Linked DNA regions of Mus musculus: region 2 is linked to region 1. Evidence: chromatin contacts called from public HiChIP or PLAC-seq data. All regions are on one chromosome and are shown on one strand. Each heading gives the region's core, a stretch centred on a gene start, on an enhancer-like site or on the middle of the called end of the contact. The rest is flanking DNA. Distances are from core to core; before and after follow the strand shown. Region 1 holds the start of Atp5d (ATP synthase, H+ transporting, mitochondrial F1 complex, delta subunit). Region 2 holds the start of Onecut3 (one cut domain, family member 3).

The links. HiChIP or PLAC-seq counts read pairs in DNA pulled down with a chosen protein or histone mark.
Region 2: a contact with region 1 is called in a FOXA1 HiChIP or PLAC-seq map of pancreatic cancer cells. The contact joins the promoter of Onecut3 here to the promoter of Atp5d in region 1. A contact is called at or near these places in 1 of 484 Hi-C or Micro-C datasets (embryonic stem cells) and 1 of 115 datasets of contacts at active chromatin or transcription factors (pancreatic cancer cells).

The regions. Positions count from the first base shown.
Region 1 is chr10:80,139,770-80,146,240 of GRCm38.p6, reverse strand. Atp5d (ATP synthase, H+ transporting, mitochondrial F1 complex, delta subunit) reads right to left here and starts at 3,926. Exons shown (of 4, transcript NM_025313.2): 1 at 3,635-3,926; 2 at 2,256-2,409; 3 at 934-1,022; 4 at 423-818. The coding sequence starts at 3,775. The coding sequence ends at 696. It also overlaps a transcript of Cbarp not described here and a transcript of Midn not described here.
Region 2 is chr10:80,491,430-80,497,900 of GRCm38.p6, reverse strand. Onecut3 (one cut domain, family member 3) reads right to left here and starts at 2,995. Exons shown (of 2, transcript NM_139226.3): 1 at 1,711-2,995. The coding sequence starts at 2,893.

The sequences.
Region 1 (6,471 bases), core at 2,677-5,176:
CAGGCCTCCCCACCCCACCCAGGGGCAGCTAGGGGCCTAAGTGCCTAAGGAGGTGCCAACTGGGACTGGGAAGGCAGCCAGCCAGGCTAGGGCCACCCACAGGTTGGGTGTGCCTAGGGCGGAGCCTCTGTGGGAGCAGGTGGTTCCCGATTCTTCCCAGAGCCTGTGGGGTGGGACAGGGGGGCCTGGCTGGTGGTCAGGGCGCTTTGCCTGGCCAGCAGCACTAGTCACACCCATTACTTCATGCCCTGCCCTCAACGCTTGCCCATCCCACCCATTCCAGCAGGCAGCACCCCAACAACCAGCCACCATGTTTCCTACCCAGAGTCGCCGATTGCCTCTGGGGGCCCAGCCAGACACAGGAACCCCAGGCAGGGTTGAAGAGAGCCCTAGCTTTGTGCTGTGCAGTTAGAAACAGAACACTCAGTTGGTTCCTGGTGTTTAATGGAGACAGGCTGGGTAAGTTGACGACGGTTCAGGTGGCTTTGAGGGGCAATCAAGGCCATCTCTCCAGAGGCATCGTGGGGATGCCAGATTGGGGAATCCTCCATGACCTGGCAGACAGGCACCAGGAAGCTTTAAGCCCAGCAACTGGAGCACTGCTGACCCCTGGTGGCCACTTCAGCCCACTGGGAACTTCTCATCGGCCTGGACCTGGCTCAGTTTCCCCGTGGGTGTCAGACAGTAGGTACCACCTACTCCAGGGCCTTCACTAGGGCTTCATTGGCCTCAATACGGATCTGGATCTCAGCCCGTGCTGCCTCGTCCGCCGCACCTGACAGTTCTGACTGCGCCTTCTCCAGGTTGGCCCGGGCTGCCTGCAGAGGAGTGGGCCAGTGTGAGGGACAGGCAGGGCCGGAAGCAGGAAAGCACACTCCTGTGAGCAGCACTTGCCCTGCCCTGCCCTGCCTTAGTTTCCCATCCACTGCTCACCCCCAGGTCCAGCATGTCCAGTGTCACAGCTTCTTCAGCTAGTAACTGCACAGAGGAGTCGGCATTCACAGTGACGGAGCCGCTGCTCACTGTGGAGGAGAGGGTCTGAGCAGCCTCCTTGGGCAGCCTCACCGCCCATGTGTGCTCAGGGCCACCAGCCCTCTGCCTCCCCAGGCCAATGCCCACTCTAGGCCACTTGCAGAGTGACCCTGCAAGACTGGGGCACAGGCCAAGCATGTGGATGGTGGCAAAGGATGGCCAGGCCCGGTGCACACCTGTCGCCTAGCCCCCTGGGGAGGCTGAGGTAGGGGACTGCCAGTTCAAAGCCACTCAAGACAACACAGAGAGGTCTTCCCTCAAACTAAGTGTAAAAGAGGAGCCAGGACTGAGGCTCGGTGGGTACTGTGTTTGCCTGGCATGTGCAAGATCCTGGGTTCAACCCTCAGCAAGGCAGAAACTGGGTATGCCAACATAAACCTGTCACCCCTATCACCCAGGAGGTGGAGGATCAGAAATTCAAAGTCAGCATGGCTAAGGAAACACTGCTTTAAAATCAGAAAGCAAACCGAAAAGGAAACTGAAGGGCCCCAGAGCCAGTGCAGAGAGAGTACCCACTGTGCAGAGAGAAGGAGCAGAGTTTGCGGGAAGCCAATCCTAATGGTGAGGAGTAGGGCAGGAGAGTGTCTGTGGCTCACTGGCCAGCCTGCCTCGCTAAGAATGTGGCAAACTCAGGTTCTGCCCATCTCAAAGGAACAAAGACAGAAAGAGCTTATGAAGGAGGGTGCCACCAATGTCCTTCCGTCACATGTGTGCACACATCCTTCCCACCTTCACCGCCACGCCTGCTCTGGTACTTGCCCAAACATAACCATACAGAACAACAGTGTGTGGGGGCCTGACTCGTGGACGGAGCCCGGAGCCCTCGGCTGGAATCCCCCAGCGATGACCATGGGCTGTATCCCCTGCCTAGAAAGCTCCAGGCCCTGGGTTCCATCGTGGGTATTGTTAAATAATGAGATATGAGAGAAGACAAGACACACCCCTTCATCTGGAGAAGGGGCAAGATGGAAGTCCAACCCGGAAACGTGGGTCCTTCAGACCGGCTCCCTCCTACACCAAGGCTATCTTACCCTAAAGGCTTAGCTCCTCAACCGTCATTTCTCCATGTCTTCCTGCCCAGCTATGGCGAGGTCAGCTGCTGGCTTTACTCTGTGCCCCAGATGACCACATCTTTGTCATGGCAGGCTGGGCAAGCTTCTTCCCTTTGCTTTCTCCCTGCCCTTCTCAAACCTGAACGTCTATGCATCCTGGGCCACACTCACCAAAGTACTTAGTCGTGGTGCCGTCTTCTGTGTGAACCACTACCAGCCCAGGCCGTAGGACCTGTAGTGTGGGGACATGGGATGCCAAGATGCCAAAGGCTCCAGTCAGCGTAGGCACGTCCACTTGCTTGACGTTGGCACTGTCAAAGAACACCTGCAGAGAGTGTACACCATGGGGTAGGCATTATCCCATGCCTGCTGTACAGTGGGCACAGAGAGGATGGAATTCTGATGGGACACAGACACTACCAAGAGCTGACATTAGACTCAGCTTGCTCACCTGTGAAATGTCTATGTCTAAAAGAGTGTCTAGAAGAGGTGACTGAAACAGAGGGCAATGCAGTGTAGTGCAGCGTGCTGATCCAGCCCCTGGTATGGGGTTTCTGAGAAACCCAAAGGCTGTCTCACAACCACTCAGGAAGTTGCTATGAGGTAGTCAAAAGTGTAAAACCAACCCAGGCTTACAAATAGCATGGCTGTAAGTTGGTAAAACCTTGGCTAAGGTCTATCCAATTAAGGATATTAGGTCCAGGGCTGGAGAGATGGCTCAGTGGGTAAGAGCACTTCCGAAGGTCCTGAGTTCAAATCTCAGCAACCACATGGTGGCTCACAACCACCCATAATGAGAACTGATGCCCTCTTCTGGTTTGTCTGAAAACAAACAGTTTACTTACATACAATAAATAAGTAAATCTTTAAAGAAAAAAAAAAAAAAGGATATTTGGTCCAGGCAAACCCAACAGGATGAGGAGCTTCGGTCAATCCCAGGTGACCCCAACAGTGGCCAGGCTTCTGTTCTGAGTCCAAATCTCCTTCAGGATCTGGGTCCAGGCAATTTCCAAGAGCTCCAGGTCTGGGTACTGGTGACCCCTATCTGGGCAACAGCTTGGGGACTTGGGGAATCCCCCACGGGTAGAAACTGTGAGCCATGTAAAACCCAAAGGCATTGCTCTGTGCTCCATTGTTCATCCTAGCTCCAAGTGACACCACCTAAGCCTTGAGTAGAGCCTGGGGTTCATATCAATCTCGGGTACAACACCCAAGGACAGGGCCTGAGTGACCACCACCAAGGTGTAGAGCCTAGAACACCCCAAAACAGAAGGGTTTGTGAAGGCAAAATCTGGGTTCCAGATATAGGTGATCCACCTCCCAGAGGGTGGAGTCTTATGTCCAGGTGACGCCCTTAGGGGTGGAGCATGAAGTTTCAGTGAACACTGAGGTCGAGCCCTGGGTCCAGGTGACCCCATCCAGGGGTGAGGTCTGGGGTGGGGGGAGGTTCACAGGGCCCCATGGGGATGAAACAAATGACCTAATACAAGAGAACCTCTTCCACGGGTCAGATCAGGGGCTTGACGAGTCTGGGGGATGTGAGTTCGTACCTGCGTCGGGGAGGCAAAGGTGAAGGACATCTGTCCGGGCCCGGCGGCGGGGGCAGGTGCAGCGGCGGCCTCGGCGTATGTACGCGCCTGAAGCATCAGGCGGCGCAGGCCCGGGTGACGAAGCAGTGAGGCGGGCAACATGGTGGCGGAAAAGTCAGTGGACTCTAGCTTCGCGGGCGGCCGACACACTGGGCAAGCGAGGCGGCCTTCAGGGAGGGAGAAGGACGACGCGCGGTGCCTTCTGGGAGGCGCAGTTCCCACAAGAACGCACGCGCACAGGATTCTCCGAAGGCTGCGCGATGCAGTACGCGCTGAGCATTCTGGGAGGTATACTTTCCCTTGGCCCCACCCCTTGCAGTGATGCCTAGAAGTGGGATCCTCCTATGCCGGGTGGGTCATTCTGGGAATTGTAGTTTTCTTCGCCTTCTAACAGCAAACGACTCTGGGTTCTTGGGATGCGGTTCTTTCTGCAAACGAACATATTCCCTCAGGAGGGGAATGTTTGCGCGGAAATGATATGGGCTTGATATCAGGTGCCAAGCATTCGAGGCCCAGAAGAAGCAAACCTGTAACGTGTTGGAACAGAAGAATTAAAATGTAGAGTGCGGTGACACACTCTTGCAATCCCCGCACTCGGAACAACCTATTTCCAAAAGTGCATCAAATATAGATGGGCAGTGGTGGCGCGTGCCTTTATTCCCAGCACTTGGGAGGCAGAGGCAGGCGGCTTTCTGAGTTTGAGACCAGCCTGGTCTACAGAGTGAGTTCCAGGACAGCCAACAGCCAGGATTATACAGAAAAATCCTATCTCGAAACACACACACACACACACACACACACACACACACACACACATATATATATATGCATATGCCAGGCGCAGTTAATCCCAACTCCCCGGAGGAAGACTCAAGCGGGGCTCCATGAGTTTGAGACCAACCAGGACTACATCATGAGAAGCTGCTAAATAAATAATTAAATTTCATGATGCCCGCTGCGGTGCGTGCTGGGGAGAGGTCGTGCCAGGAAAGAAGTGCACCGGATGGCGGCAGAGGGCGCGCGAAACCTGGAGATGTACTCGCTCTTCTCCGCAGTCCCCTCCCTGCGGGCCTCCGCCCCTGCGTGCCACTGACGCAGGAGCCCGTGCGCAGGCGGCCAAGGGGCCCCACTGACGCCAGTCTTGTCCGCGCAGCCTCGCTCTCGGTCATGACGTCATCACCCTGCCCCCGCACTCACGCAGGTTCCGGCCTCCGCTCAGCTCTTGGTCCCCATGCCCCACCACGTAGGTTCACAGAAAATGCAGGCATAGGCTTGATGGGGCAAACAGAAGGAAAGCCATTAGCTTTGTTGGATCTTAGAGGAGCAGCTGGCAGCTAGAGGGTCGTGGTCACCCTTGAACCAGAGCCTGGCAGATGCAAGACTACAAGCTAGACTACAAACTTATTCTACTAACTAGAGACTCTGGCACGCAGACCTGCTCAAAAGCCAGCAGTCCTGGCCTTAATCAATCTCTATGAGAGACACCTAGTTCCCAGTCTCTATAATCTGGACAGTTTCCCTGGGCAGTGGGCAGCTAGAAACCCCATTCCCTTCCCTACTCCAGCTCTTAAACAGATACACACGCGCGCGCGCACACACACACACACACACACACACACACACACACACACACACACACCCATACCCGTCCCAGGATCCCATATCTACTCAAATGCTCCATGAAGTAAGAACTCAACGCTAGAAAGATCATGCTTGTCCGGTGGTGAGTGTCCTCTTCCTACCCCCATGGCCACTGTGCCTTACCAGACAAGTCTTCTAAAAACTAAACCTAGGGTGCTGGAGAGATAGTTCAGAGATCAGCAACGAGCACTGTTCTTCCAAGAGACGTGTGCTTCATTCTCAGTGCCCATGGGGGACAGCTAACAGTTGCCTGTAGCTTCAGAAGATCTGACATCCTCCTCTGACCTTCAAAGGCATGTAAATTCACGACCCCCCCCCCCAGAATATTTAGTATTTGGAAAATCCATGTGTTCTGACACACTCATGAGCTTGAGACCAACCTGGTTGGGTTCGGAAGTCTATCCTGGTAGTGCAGGCCAGCCTCGGGTCTGTGGATTAATCCCCTTCACTGAAATGAAAAGGAGGATGGTGTCCTGGAAGTCAGTGTAAGCGACCCACCTTCATGATGACACTTATTTGACTGTGTGGCCAAGCAGGGAATAAGCAGGTATGGTCTGGGAGCATAGGCTCTTTTTTTTTTTTTTTGGTTTTTCGAGACAGGGTTTCTCTGTGTAGCCCTGGCTGTCCTGGAACTCACTCTGTAGACCAGGCTGGCCTCGAACTCAGAGATCCACCTGCATCTGCTTCCGCAGTGCTAGGATTAAAGGCGTGCCCCACCACGCCTGGTGCATAGGCTCTTATAATGAGACTGACCCTGGGTTCGAACCCAGGCACCACCGGGAAGAGAACTGTCTGCAAGTGGAAGGAGTTATAAGGTATGGATCATTCCATAACAGACCTCTATGGATGCAAGTTTAAATGTTATTACATTCATTTAGTTAGTGGGCAAGGGGATAGCAAATCTTTGGGTGTCAAAGGACAACTTGTGAGGGGAGGCACTCTTCCTTTCCTATTCGGGACTGAGGGATGAAACATGGCTGCTTGGGCTCGGCCGCAGGTACCTTAGTTTGCTCAGCTCTTTCACTACAGTTCTCTTGTTTGAGAAGGGGTCTTGTGCTGCTCAGGCTGGCCTAGAATTCTGTGTAGCTGAGGTTGACCTTGCGCTCCTGATCCACTTGATTTCACCTTACAAATGCAGGTGTGCGGGACCATCACAG
Region 2 (6,471 bases), core at 1,746-4,245, 350 kb before region 1:
TTTTGTGTCCACAGGAGAGCAATTGGAACGTCACTCGTGCAGGTGACAGGCGAGTGGCATGGATTTGGGGTACACAATGGTTGTATGTCCAGGAGGGGAGGTCTTGGTCTTAGAATCCACAGAGCACCAGATCACCTGGAGACAGTGGATCGGGGGCACACTACCCGAGGAGAACCATGGACAAGACAGGACAGGACAGGATAGGGGCTGTGTTCTGGGGCAGGTGTCCTTGTGTCCCTCACTAGCAACAGGGCTCTTCAGATAAACCTGTGTGTGTGTTTATCCTAATGTCTTCCAGTGCCACCTGCCCACCCCCCAGGAATGCATGGCCCCAAAAGCCCAAAGACAGGGCGCATCTCATCACTGAGTTATCCCACTAAAGACTCCAGAGGAAGGGGAAACTAAAGTGGGTCTGTGTGTGTGCCAGCCTGCACAGTGGGCTTAGAATCCACAGATAGAGCAAGTAGCACAGGCTCCAACCAAACCCACGTCTATCTACCCCCCCGCTACGCCCAGGGGCCCCTGCTTCTCTGCACCCCACACAGGCTTGTAGTGTGGTCTGAGGGGTACAGTCAACCCAGTTCTCAGCTCCTGCCTTAGGGGCGCCTCTCTTGAGTCCCGGCTGCCCCGCCCCTCTCTGTGTTTGTATGCAGAGGGATCGATGAGGCTCTGGAAACCGCTATTGTCCCTGGAACGGGGTGCACAGCCCCCTCCCCACTACGCCATAGAAAAAACGCTCTGCCCAGACCACCGGCCTCCTGACACCCCTTCCCAATCACGGAGGATGTAGGGTCTATGGCACACCCCCACATTCCTCGCTGGGGTGGGAGGGGACAGGTTAGACCAAAGGAGGAGACAACGGGTCCCCCAGGGGCTGGCTCGCATGCTTCTGTGTGTGGGAGAGACTCAGGCAAGGCGCAAGAGAAGAAAAGAATAAAGAGAGACTGGACTGGGTACCGAAGAGGCAGCTCGAAGAGAGGGACAGCAATTTGTCCCCGTGGAGAGAAGTAGAAAGGGGGGACAGGAAAACAGGAGGGAGTGAGGCCCTGGGAGCCACGGGGGGGGGGGGGTGTGAAGGCCTCTGGTGGATGCCACTGAGCCCAGGGTCCCAAGGGCTGCCCCTCCCCCAATCTCAAATGACCTTTGCCAACGGCCAGAGGGGGGAGGGATGGGGGACTAGCGGATCGATCGTCGGCAGAGGCTGAGCTGCATAGGAAGAGAGCTCGGTGGTGGTGGTGGTGCTGGGGCTGGGGGCAGAGCGGTGGCCAGGCCTTGGCTGAGTCTAGTCAGCACCTAGAGCTTTGTGACTGGGTGGAGAGAGGGCGCCTTTGGTCCCTCTTGCAGGATGTTTGGGGACGAGGGGAGTGGCACCTCTGATCGCAGGGGATCGTGAACCCAAGGAACGTGCTACAGACGCGCGCATACACGCGCACACACGGAGCCACGCGAGGGCTGTTTTAGTTTAGCACCCTATGTCTACATCAGCCTCAAAGACACTAGACACCCTACACAGTCCCTAAAAGAATAGGGACGGAAACAATAATTGTATTTGCCCTCTTTCTATTAGTGACACTCGGCGATGCAGACCCCGGGTCAGCCTCAGAGGCTACAGTTTCCCCCCTCTAGGCTGGCAGGACGCACTAGCCAAGGTCCTTCATCCTGTGCCAACCATGTCCCCCAGGATCGAGCCTCAGGGGCCCTTGTCCCTACCTGCCAGGCGCAGCGCCGACATGCGCTGGAACTCCGGCTCCTGCAGCCACTTCCACATCCTGCGGAAGGTCTCGCGGCCGGATTTGAGCTTGCTCCAGGGCTTCGGGTTGCGCAGCAGGTCGGAGAGCGTGCCCTGCGAGCGGCACAGGATGCGCTGCGCGAAGATGGCCTGCGGGATGCTGTAGCGCTTCAGCTCGGCGGTGATGCGCTGGGCCACCTCTTTGGTGTTGATCTCTTCGGCTGCAGCGCCGGCTCCCGGGCCGCCGCTGCCGCCGCCAGCGCCACCGCCCCCTCCGGGGCCACCGCCGCCTGAGTGAGGCCCGTGCGCCCCGGCCGCAGCCAGCCCGCCCAGCGGAGCCAGCAAACCCGCGGCCGCCCCGCCGGCCGCCCCGCCGCCTCCCGCGCCGCCGCCGCCTCCAGGCAGCCCTCGGGCCAGCGCGTCCTCTGCGCGCCCCAGAAGCGCCGCGTGTGGCTCGAAGGCGGCAGGTGGCAGTAGTTTGTCCCCGGCCAGGTGGCCCGGAGCCCCGTAAGCGGCGAGCGGTGGCGGCGGCGGCGGCTGCGGGGCGCTGTGCAGAGCGGGGGGCAGCGCGCTGGGCAGCGGCGACAGTGGCGACCCCATGGTGGGCAGCTCCTTGCCATAAGGCCCGTAGAGGTGGCCCACCGAGGCCAGCGCCGCCCGCTCGTCGCGCATGAGGGTGAAGCTGCCGCTCACGCTGGCCGCCAGGCGCTGCGGAGGGGGCGGTGGCGGCGCGGTGGCCGGGTGAGGGTGAGCGTGTGGATGGCCTCCGTGCGCCCCAGCCACCGCGTGCTGGTGGAACTTATCGGCCACGGCGGCCAGCGGCGGCAGGTGCTGCAAGGGCGTGAGCGTGGTGTAGGTGCCACCCAAACCTGGGGCCTCGCACGCCATACCCATGGCCGGGTGCAGGGGGCCAGCCAGCTCCCCACGGAAGTCAGGGCCACCACCCGCGGCCCCTGCAGCCCCCGCGCCCCCGGCGCCCCCGCCCCCGGCGCCACCACCGTCCAGCAGGCTAGCCATGCCGGCCACCAGGCCTGGGCGCCCCGATGCCACTAGGCTTCGGTGTTGGGCCGCGGCGGAGCGCGCGTGGCCCGGGCTCAGCAGCTCGCCGGCTTGCGCGTGTGTCACCCCGTGCAGCCCCCCGAGGCTCTCCAAGCTCAACTCCATCCTGGGTGTCCTCTTCGTGTGTGCTCAAGGCCGCAGCATGGTCCCCACGCACTGGCCGACGCTCCTGGTGGCGGCGGCTGCTACTGTCCCGCTTGTTCAGTGCTCTCGCTCGGCTTCGGCTGCTGCGAGCAGCGGCCACCAGGATGTGGCGGGGCGGCCGCCGCCGGCGCCCCGGCCCGGGTCTGACGTCAGCGCCCCCGCCCATCGCTCCGCCTGCACCCGCCAAACCCCTTGGAGCACCAGGCTGGCTTCTTGGGTCTCCCCATTCTCCTTGCCCTGAGAAGAACCTGAGGGATTGGGGTGGGGGACCGCTAGTCCTGGCTCTGTGTGAGTGTGAGTGAGTGTGTGTGTGTGTTCTCATATCAGCGTCTTTGATTCTCTGTCCTGTACATTCCCCCTTCTGCCCCTACCCGCCCCCAGTTCCTGAAGTGTGGCTACAAACGCCCCCCAACTCTGTTGACACTCTCAGAAAGATGGGCTGTTTTCCCCGTATGCACACAAAGATTTCAAAACCTCTTTTGGGATGAAGTGGGGCTATTAGTAGGTCCCCAGAACAATCACACATTGGCCTCAAGCACAAGGAAAAGCAGGCATTTGGGCATTTGGGCCTCTGTTTCTTCAATTGTGCAATGTAATTGCCCTGCAGAAATCTTTCTTAACAGGGACTTTAGTGGTTTTTAGGCCCAGGATTGGGAAGACAGAGGCAGGTGGATCGTTAATTTGGAGGCTAGCCTGGTCTATGTAGCAAGTTCCAGTCAGGCAAGGGCTTTATAGTGAGTCTTTGCATCAAAGCAAACATAAATTCCTCCAAGGTCCGGTGTAGTGGCACATGCCTTTAATCTCGGCACTTGGGAGGCAGAGGCAGGTGGATTTCTGAGTTCAAGGTCAGCCTGGTCTACAGAACTGGATTCAAGGACAGTCAGGGCTACACATGGAAAAGATGACAGAGAGGGGGGGAAGAGAGAGGGGAAAATTCCTCCTAAGTCCCGTGTAATTGGCTACTTCCTGTCCCCAATATCTCTGGGGTCTAAGGATGTCTTGTCTGAGACTGGTCATCTCTAGACCAGCTTGGGTTTGGGGTTTTTTTTTTTTTTTCAGACTGAGATAGCTAGCCTAGGATCTCTCTCTCTCTCTCTCTCTCTCTCTCTCTCTCTCTCTCTCTCTCTCTCTCTCTCTCTCCCTTTCCCACCTGCAGACAGTGAAGGGGGACAGAAGGGGTACATGGATGGCACCCTACAGGCACAAAGCACCTGGGAACAAGACCCCTTGGGTTTGTGGAGAAGAGATTACCGATTACCAGGGTGGCCATGCCAGACTCTGGGGGGACCTTGTGTTAGGAGGGTGTCTTCACTCAGCCTCAGCCCCTGCCTCCCTTGCCCTGCTCACTGCCAGGGAGGGTTATTGGCATTTGTTCTGGAGCTTGAGTCACCCATGGGCTCTGACGCTCACTCAAGGGATGCCCCCACCAATGGCTTGGGCTATCAGGCTGGAAACAAAGCAAACCAAGAATCTGATGTCCACAGTGCACTGGCTGTGTGACAGGCGTGGTGGTCCATGCCCGGGGCTGCACAGATCCTTTTCTGTTCCTCATTTTCCCCTTTCATGCTGCCCCCCCCCCCCCAGAGAAGAGGATCTTGGAGGAAAGTGAGTGGCATTGTATATGAGCCATTAAGGGGGGGGGTACACAGAGGTCCCTCTCCCAAATCCTTGGGTGGACAGGGCTGAAGGGACTGTTTCAATGTGAACAAGTCAGCATTTATTAAGCTCCAGCTGTTTAACAGTCCTAGAGAGGGAAGAGATCCAGAGCCTATCACTTCTTGCCTGTTGCCATCTTGGTCTCCTGGTTGGGGGTGGGGGTGGGGATAGTGGGGAGTAAAGACTGCAGAGGGGGCCATTAGGGTGAAGCTTGCAGGAGTGGGTACTTTTACCCATCCATCTCCCCCAAGGGGCAGAAGCCTTGGGGTCTTCTGATTTGGGGAGCCTGGACAATTTGGGGCCACAGCCATCTTCCAGATAGAGGAACTGAGGCACACAGAGTGTCTGTTGCACCACTGGGGTTTCCTCCCCAGTGACAAAGAGCTGGGGACAGTTGCTATGGCCAGGATCAGAGTCAAGTCTGCAGTCCCCAAGTCTATCCTACAACATCACAGATAATTAAAAATAATCGTGGGGTGTGGAAATCAATCCACCACCGTCAACCGATAGCATTCAGAGCTCTAGAAAGCAAAGAGCTACAGGGGTTGACTGGGTGTTTAAAAACAGAAAAACAAAAGATGACCATAAACCCTTTCAAATACCAGCCACCCCGGGATTCCTGGGCAGAGGGTTGGGATGATGCAGTCCCCTGCCTTCATTTTTTTTGTTTCAAATGATATCTATAGCCCCCCTCCCCCATGAGCGGAGAATCCATTTTGAAGAAAAAGAGAGGAAGCTGGGGGCTTTGAGATGAGGGGACTCCCTTTTCTCTTGAACAAGAGCAACCTCAGGTGCCACACACTCCCTTGCAGACTGTCCAGACTTAGACAGGGCTTCTCCCGGCATGTGCAGCCTGTGCTTGAGTCTTCTGGGCATGAAGAGCTGGATCTCCACGAGGTCTGCGGTCCCACTGAGAGATGGAGTAAAAACCTAGGGGTCCCTAGGAAACGGACTGTGCCCCCTGAGCCCCAAGAACTGGCCTCCCCCACTTTAGTAATTAGTGAAATAGAATTGAGCGGGGCCACGGGCGAACCGGTGACTGGGGCCAGATCGATCTTGGGTCATTAGCAAATTGAGGGTGGAGGAGGGGTGAGCTGGAGTGGGGCAGGGCATCCCCCATATTTATCCCCGTGGGGACCTAGGCCAACTCAGAGAACCTCTCAGTCGACCTCAGTATCCCCTCTGGGAAAATCAGGGATGGAGTCCAGGAGCCCCTTGGCTGCCTCTGGGGTCTCCAAACGTGCTGGGCTGCGCCTGGCTAATATTCTCCGTCTCTGTGCTAAGCCCACATTTGAGAGAAATCTGAGGCCCAGTTAACCTGAGGGCTGTGAGGGTCGGGATAGCAAGTACAAGCGACAGCGACGTTGGGGACCTGCACGGGCTTCGCAGGAACCCTCAGTCGCCTTCATCCACCCCAGAAGCGCCCTGAAGGCGGGGCTGGAACAGATTACCCCCCCACCCCCCCCCACCCCCCCCCCCCCCGCTCTGGCCCTCCGCCAGTTTGACCTCACCAATGTCCTCGTTTTCGCTTCTCATTTTAGCTAAAAAAATTGATTTGGGGTCTTTAGATGCTTAAAGCTGTTCCTTTGAGGCGGGTGCACCCTAGCCTCTCCCGACAGGCCACTGTTTATTGCCCACCGAAATGAGAGTTTTAAGTCAAGTCCTTTCTTCTCGCCGGTGGGTGGGGTGGGGTGGTGGTGGTTCATAGAAATTCTAGCGACTGCTACCTTCATTCCAGCCTCCCCCAAATCTGCAGGCGCCACAGATCTGAATTCGCCACATCCCACAGCTTCCAGTTCTCCCCTGGTAGACAGAGAAGCGGTGTCCAGCTTGGGTAGTCCCAGGGGTCTCTGTCGGGTGTGGGGTTGCAGGAGAGTACGCCG